2 separate regions of the Xenopus laevis genome follow, and region 1 is linked to region 2. The links are chromatin contacts, called in public Hi-C maps. All regions are on one chromosome and are shown on one strand. Each heading gives the region's core, a stretch centred on a gene start, on an enhancer-like site or on the middle of the called end of the contact. The rest is flanking DNA. Distances are from core to core; before and after follow the strand shown. Region 1 has its middle 33 kb from the start of sh3bp4.L. Region 2 has its middle 14 kb from the start of trpm8.L.

What was found. A called contact is a pair of places that touch in the nucleus more often than the background predicts.
Region 1: a contact with region 2 is called in a Hi-C map of the XL177 cell line, with 3 times the contacts expected there. The contact joins two enhancer-like sites. A contact is called at or near these places in 2 of 4 Hi-C or Micro-C datasets (the XL177 cell line and the XTC cell line).

Annotation. Positions count from the first base shown.
Region 1 is chr9_10L:83,714,271-83,717,416 of Xenopus_laevis_v10.1, forward strand. No RefSeq gene overlaps it. Among protein-coding and RNA genes, the nearest start is that of sh3bp4.L, 33 kb to the right of the region's middle. Within about 2 kb of position 1,826, at least 1 of the 7 cell types and tissues checked has an H3K27ac peak or open chromatin away from gene starts, as enhancers often do.
Region 2 is chr9_10L:83,526,954-83,530,025 of Xenopus_laevis_v10.1, forward strand. No RefSeq gene overlaps it. Among protein-coding and RNA genes, the nearest start is that of trpm8.L, 14 kb to the right of the region's middle. Within about 2 kb of position 1,293, at least 1 of the 7 cell types and tissues checked has an H3K27ac peak or open chromatin away from gene starts, as enhancers often do.

The DNA of each region.
Region 1 (3,146 bases), core at 576-3,075, 190 kb after region 2:
CGAATCCTAATTTGCATTTGCAAATTAGCGGTGGGGAGGGAATGCGATCTCCTATAGACTCCATTTTAATCAAATAATTTACACTTTAACCAGTATTTATTTAACCAGTACCTTAGTGGAAGCAAAACAAGCCTATTGGTTTAGTTAAATGGGTGATTCACCTTTAAGGTAACTTTTAGTATATTATAGAATGGATAATACTAAGCAAAATTTTAATTGGTCTTTAAAACCAATTGTTTATTTTTTATAGTTTTTGAATTATTTGCCTTCTTCTTCTGATTCTCTTTCACAAGGGGGTCACTGGCTCCATCTAAAAACAAATACTCTTTATGGCTACAAATGTATTGTTATTGCTACTCTTTAATGCTCATCTTTCTATTCAGGCCCTCTTCTATTAATATTCCAGTCTCTTATTCAAATCAGTGCATGGTTGCTAGGGTAATCTGGACCATAGCAATCAGACTGCTTAAATTGTAAACTGGAGAGATGCTGAATAAATATGTTTCTTTGACAACCACTTTAATCCAATATTTATAATTGTTGCACCACACAATTATGGGACAGCCATAGGCTAAAAGGTGCTACTTGAATATGATGTGAACTATATAAAAAGTGGAACACCTATTCAATGCCACAGTATGTTTTATTTGTGTCCAACAGAGGGCACCTGAGCTCTTTTTAACCCACACAGCAAAGGAATTGGCTACAAATTGTTTGAATCTTTCTGAGAGCTGTATGTGAACTAAATCTTTACTTGTTCTTAAATTAATATTGTATAATACCATAGGGCATCCACTAGAGAGCCTTTAGAATACAAAAAAGTGTAGTTGATTTAAAGTAGCGTGCCACTGCATGTTTCAGACCTGGCAGGGCCCTGCTTTAGGTACATGTTACAGAAAAATGGCCTTATTAAGTCCAAAAAGTTAATTGTAAAGAAATTGCAAGGCCACGAAATACTCAAATTATTTATGTGTGCAGTAGCCCTTCAGCAATATACTTTGTTCTCCATAATTAATGATTAATGATTAATGATGTCATCATCATTTCTGGTGTTCAGTGATGTCACTTATGTCGCACAACTCATCTAGGCATCTTCTTGCATTTATATGATCAAAAACTTCTTGGTGACTTCTTTATATTTTGCAGTAACAGGTTATTTTCTATATACATGTATATAGAGCATCTAAAAAGAATCATCAAGTCTAATTACCACAATATTTATTTTCACAGACCATGGAGACAAATGTAGCTCATAATCCTGAATCTAGGATACATTTCCACTGTGCTTATTATTTTCCTCTAACTTCAACTTATTTTTCTTTTAGAAAACAATTGATAAGAAAGCAGATGTATCATGGTTTAAATATGCCAAAAGCTTCCTGGTTTCCCTCTGAACGTGTGGATACTTGCATTGGAGACATTCTGTGCTTTACAAACAACATCATACTAGGCTTTACTTGAAATCATTAATCCACTAATTCAGTTTCAGCAATTTCCCATGTGTAGGTTGATTCATATCAAACTCATGAAAACAAAACACATTGAATGCAGCCTGGAGATAGTGATAACATCTGGTCCAAAAACCATACAAGACTCCCTATGGCAAATAAAATCACACTGTAGAAGAGGTGAATTGTTCTTCTACAATTGTTTTGTAACACTATCTATTAGGTAGGTGAACAGCAAAGGATCATAAATAGTCAAACAGAAAAATGAACAACAATAGTGGGGAAACCTGAAACTGGAGATGGCCTTTCCATGATAAAAGGTTTGTCACTAAGAAGTGTGTAATGCAGATTCTTCTATTGTCCCATGGAACTTCCACAACTACAGTATCTACAGAACTGGACATGAACATCTCACCTATACAGGGAGGATCTGCTTCTCTGCACATAGGACTGGGCACGCACTAATTTGCCCATATTATACCCTCGCCCCCAACATTATAGAGAGCACAATTGGCTCAGTAATATTGTGATATTCTTCAGTAATGTGATCATTTGGAGGGATGTCTGAGCATTCACATTTTGTGCCATTTGGCTACAGGCATGGAGGTTGAACTACAGTTATTATGTGGACGAGAATGAACAAATGCCTATTAAAGGCACATTACATTATAGATAGTAAATAATGCACACCTAATGTAAAATATATGGATATCATATGGCTCATTTATGACCACAGGTGCAGTTGTCCACTTTGTGACTGCAACAACACTGTAATTTTGGGGGAAATACAACATTATGGGGGCGGGGGCATGGAAATTGCACTCAAAATTGCACATAAATTAGCCCTGTTATGTCACTGACACATTCAGTGACCATATAAAGGTGCTGGTTTTTGTGTGAGTTGTAGTTGCATAATTTTGGGCTCATGGCATTACAATTGCATTAGCATGTGATTCTTTTTTCCAAGTCTGCAAGCCTTTATGGAAAATCAGGTTTAATTCAGAGACCACTTTAATTTCCTTTTATTATTACCATTTTTACATACTTTAGAATGGTTGTGGCTATTTATTCATATAAGCTCTATATTTTTTGCCTGTAAAAAAAATAACAACAATATTTGCTTATTGACTGCATGTATATTACCAAGTTCTTGATATATACATTTTATGCATATTCATTAGTAAAACAGGCTGGTTGAGAGCAAAGGCTATGGGCTAGTCAGAACCTGGTGGAGTAAAGTGAATCCTGACACACCTAAATCAAAGCGCTGTGTGTGTGGTTTTGTTCTAGTGAATACAGTGGTGCAGCTCTACAGTTATGGATCCTATGGAAAAATGTGTTAAACCAACCCAAACCGTAAGTGTGTAAAATGGACACCCAAATTAATCTGGACCACACTAGGCCCACTTTATACCTGGCCTCTTAGAAGCCACTGGGTCCGTTAACCTTACTGTTAAACCCTGAATACCATGTAAATCACCTATGGGAAATTAAATAACATGACATGACCTACCAGTTTCTTATTTATATATATAGTGTAACTTTGTCCTTATCTGCTGCCATTATATAAAAAGTTGAGTATGTTCCTTCACTTAAGGTATATCTCCAGGCAGCACTGAATCCCTACAAGAGTTGGCTAGAGTTGATTTGGAAACATAATTACAAAAATGTGTTCTAGCTCGATGTACTGTGAAGTCT
Region 2 (3,072 bases), core at 43-2,542:
AGTATGAAACTTCAATGACTGTTAGTGATGCATACTAGCAAAACTGCACACTTTTGTTTGGAGTATAACGGGCATGTGCCCATAAGCAGAATGTGATTTTTGTGTTTGGGGAGGCTGATTAAAGCCATATTCAATGATTTCCAAGGGCCAGTTACATGTATAATACCCTAGAACATATGACTATATACATGCAATGCCAATTACGTGCATCCCAGATGACATAGCAGGTAAATATAGTGCCAACTTTATAATCATGCCTGTTATAATGACATCTCTATTCAGCATGTGCCCATTTGGCAGTTCCAAGAAGCTATAATTTAGTAGCACAAGTTTATTCTAGCTGTGTTGCAGGGATGAAACAATAAGTGGTCCTTGCAAAACACTAGGAAGGTGGGGGTAGAGTTGTAGAGGGACCCAGGGGCCTTTGCACAATGTATTGACCTATTATAGTATATGTTTTTGAACCCGGCTAAGTGGGGACTATTGGCTTCTAGATAAACTACTGTTGTGTATGCAGTGCTGTACATTTCTTATAACACACTCAGCACAACAGTGCAAATATATGCAATGCCAAAGATAAGACTACACAGAAAGATGAAGGTCCTGTCCCATCAGAGCATACAATCTATGTAGTGACAGCAAAGCCAGCACATGACTGTCCACTATTAAAGTATGTGGTCAAATAATTGCCTACACAATACTGCAATGGGCCCTGTAACTACTACATGACCTGTAGTAATAGTCATACTTTATGAGAAAAATGACATTGATACATGTTTGGCAGAGAATGAATCTCCCATTAGATGTACTTATATTTCCCATTAAGTTGGATTTAATTAATACTTTGGGATTCCCATGGGCCATTTTATATTTTCTAAGGATCCATTAGACAATAGATGCAAAGATTGCAGCCCATTTGCGACACACTGCAATAAAAAAGAGGACTTCCATTATAAAAAAAATAAATACTGTTGTATCCTTGTACATAATAGATACAAATAGTTTCATGCAAAGTTTTCATTTTGCGTGTCACTAGTATTTTAAATATCATCACAAAGTTGAAAATTAAGTGCATTAAAATGCCACTAGAGGGAGATGTAGTTACAACCTATAGGGGAATCAGGCAGCAAACTGTTAGCGCATCAAGGCTTCAGTCTCTGCCTTAATATCAGGGGCATAACTGCACCCGGGCCTACACCCCCCTTGGGGCCCTCCGGACGCAGACGCACAGAAAACTGCATCCGGAGGGGGGGCCTGGCTGCACGGCCTGCACACGGGTCCGCCCCCCTCCTTAGTTGTGTTACACTTTCTATAGATTTTACTACTTCCTACCCCTTATCTACATATCATCTCTATCTATCATAGATAGCCTCTGTACATTACCCTTATTTTGAGTGTCAAGGGCTATAGAATAATAAAGGAAAATTTGTTGCTGGAGTGCAGTGCAAAAAGGTGCAAAACTCCTGATGTTAGCATCAATAGGATTGGGCGCATTCTTTGTTCATAAGTAGTTTGTGGCAGTTGTCATTTAACCACCATAAAGGCACTGTTTTTTTTTCAAAACAATTTACTCACTAGATTCCAGTTATGGAACACAAATGATACATAAAGATATCAGAGCAATCAGAGTGGTACCTTCTATAAAAGGACATTCGGAACTTAATCTGTTTGATCAGCTGTGCTCTTTTATTTGTTCCATTACTAGCACAAGCTGCCCTTGGTTCTCATGTCACAATAAAGCTGCACCTTCATAGACTCCTAAACTGACTCATTCCTATCTTTCTCACTGCTTGGAATAAATTAAAACACAAACATAACCTGGAAAAGGTAGAAAAGAGTTATTGCTCTGAGCTGTAGAAAGGGAAAGGTGCCACCAAGAAATATCCCTGAAGACCAGTTCAACACTGGGCAACCACCGCATTAGCTAGGAAAGCACGGGATCCAACACTGGGTAAGCACTAACTTCTTCATAAAATATAAAGGAATGCAGCACTGACATAACTTCATAGGCCTGGAGTACCCTCTGAATATTTCTTATGCCTTCCCATGCCAAATTGTGGGTCCCCCCATGTATGTTCCTCAATTTTGCATGGTAGACATGCCCATTTCATTTGTTGATGAGTTGATGAGCCGGTCAGTGAGTTAAAAAACGTTATCATCCTGCTGATTAACTGATAAGTGATAAACTTGTTGCATCATTTTAAATGCTAGCCATTCCAACAGTGGTTTATTTTGTATGTGCACAAATGAATGGAGTTGTATGAAGAGTGATATTTGGATTGATTAACCAGAAGCATATCCTTGGATATGCTCTCACAGTTATCCTTGGATATGCTCTCACAGTTATCTTTGGATATGTTCTCACAGGTTTTGGGGCATGACGCCTAAACATTAACATCACAATTGCATTTCTTGTGAGATGATGCTGGATACAAACTGGTTTTAAACAAGCACCTACAAACAAACTGGAAATAAGCCAGCTCAAAAAAAAAAAAAAAAAGCTAAAAAATAAATACAAAAAGAAAAAATTACAATACTGGGTGCCTGACATTTAACAATATAGTGATTGGTGTAAGCTCCTTCCTAAGATATGTTTTATGATGATGTTATTGTTGAATGGTTAGAACTTTAGGGTAATATATCTTTGTATGTATATATAACTTTATTTGTAAAGCTTTGTTAAGGAGCCGCATAAAAGTACAATAAATATAAAAGTATACACAGGGGAGACAAATCACATAATCAATATACACAGAATTCATATCAAGACAAAGTGCTATGTGGTAAGAGACATAGTGGGACGGACATCCCTGCGCCGTAGAGCTTTCAGTCTAAGTGGATGGGAGGCTAACATACAGGCACAAATTAGAGATGAAAAGTGCACAAGGAAAGGCATAGTCAGTAGGCATAGGACTAGACTAATGTTCTAGTGCTCCAAAAGGTAGACTCTTCGTTTTTTCTTGAAGAGATTTAAAGAGGATTCTTTATGTTGTGTATTCGTGTTTCAAATGCACTTTACAAATAAAAAATTATTGTGACTGATATCCCGGAGAGTGCTGTGATTATGGCTCT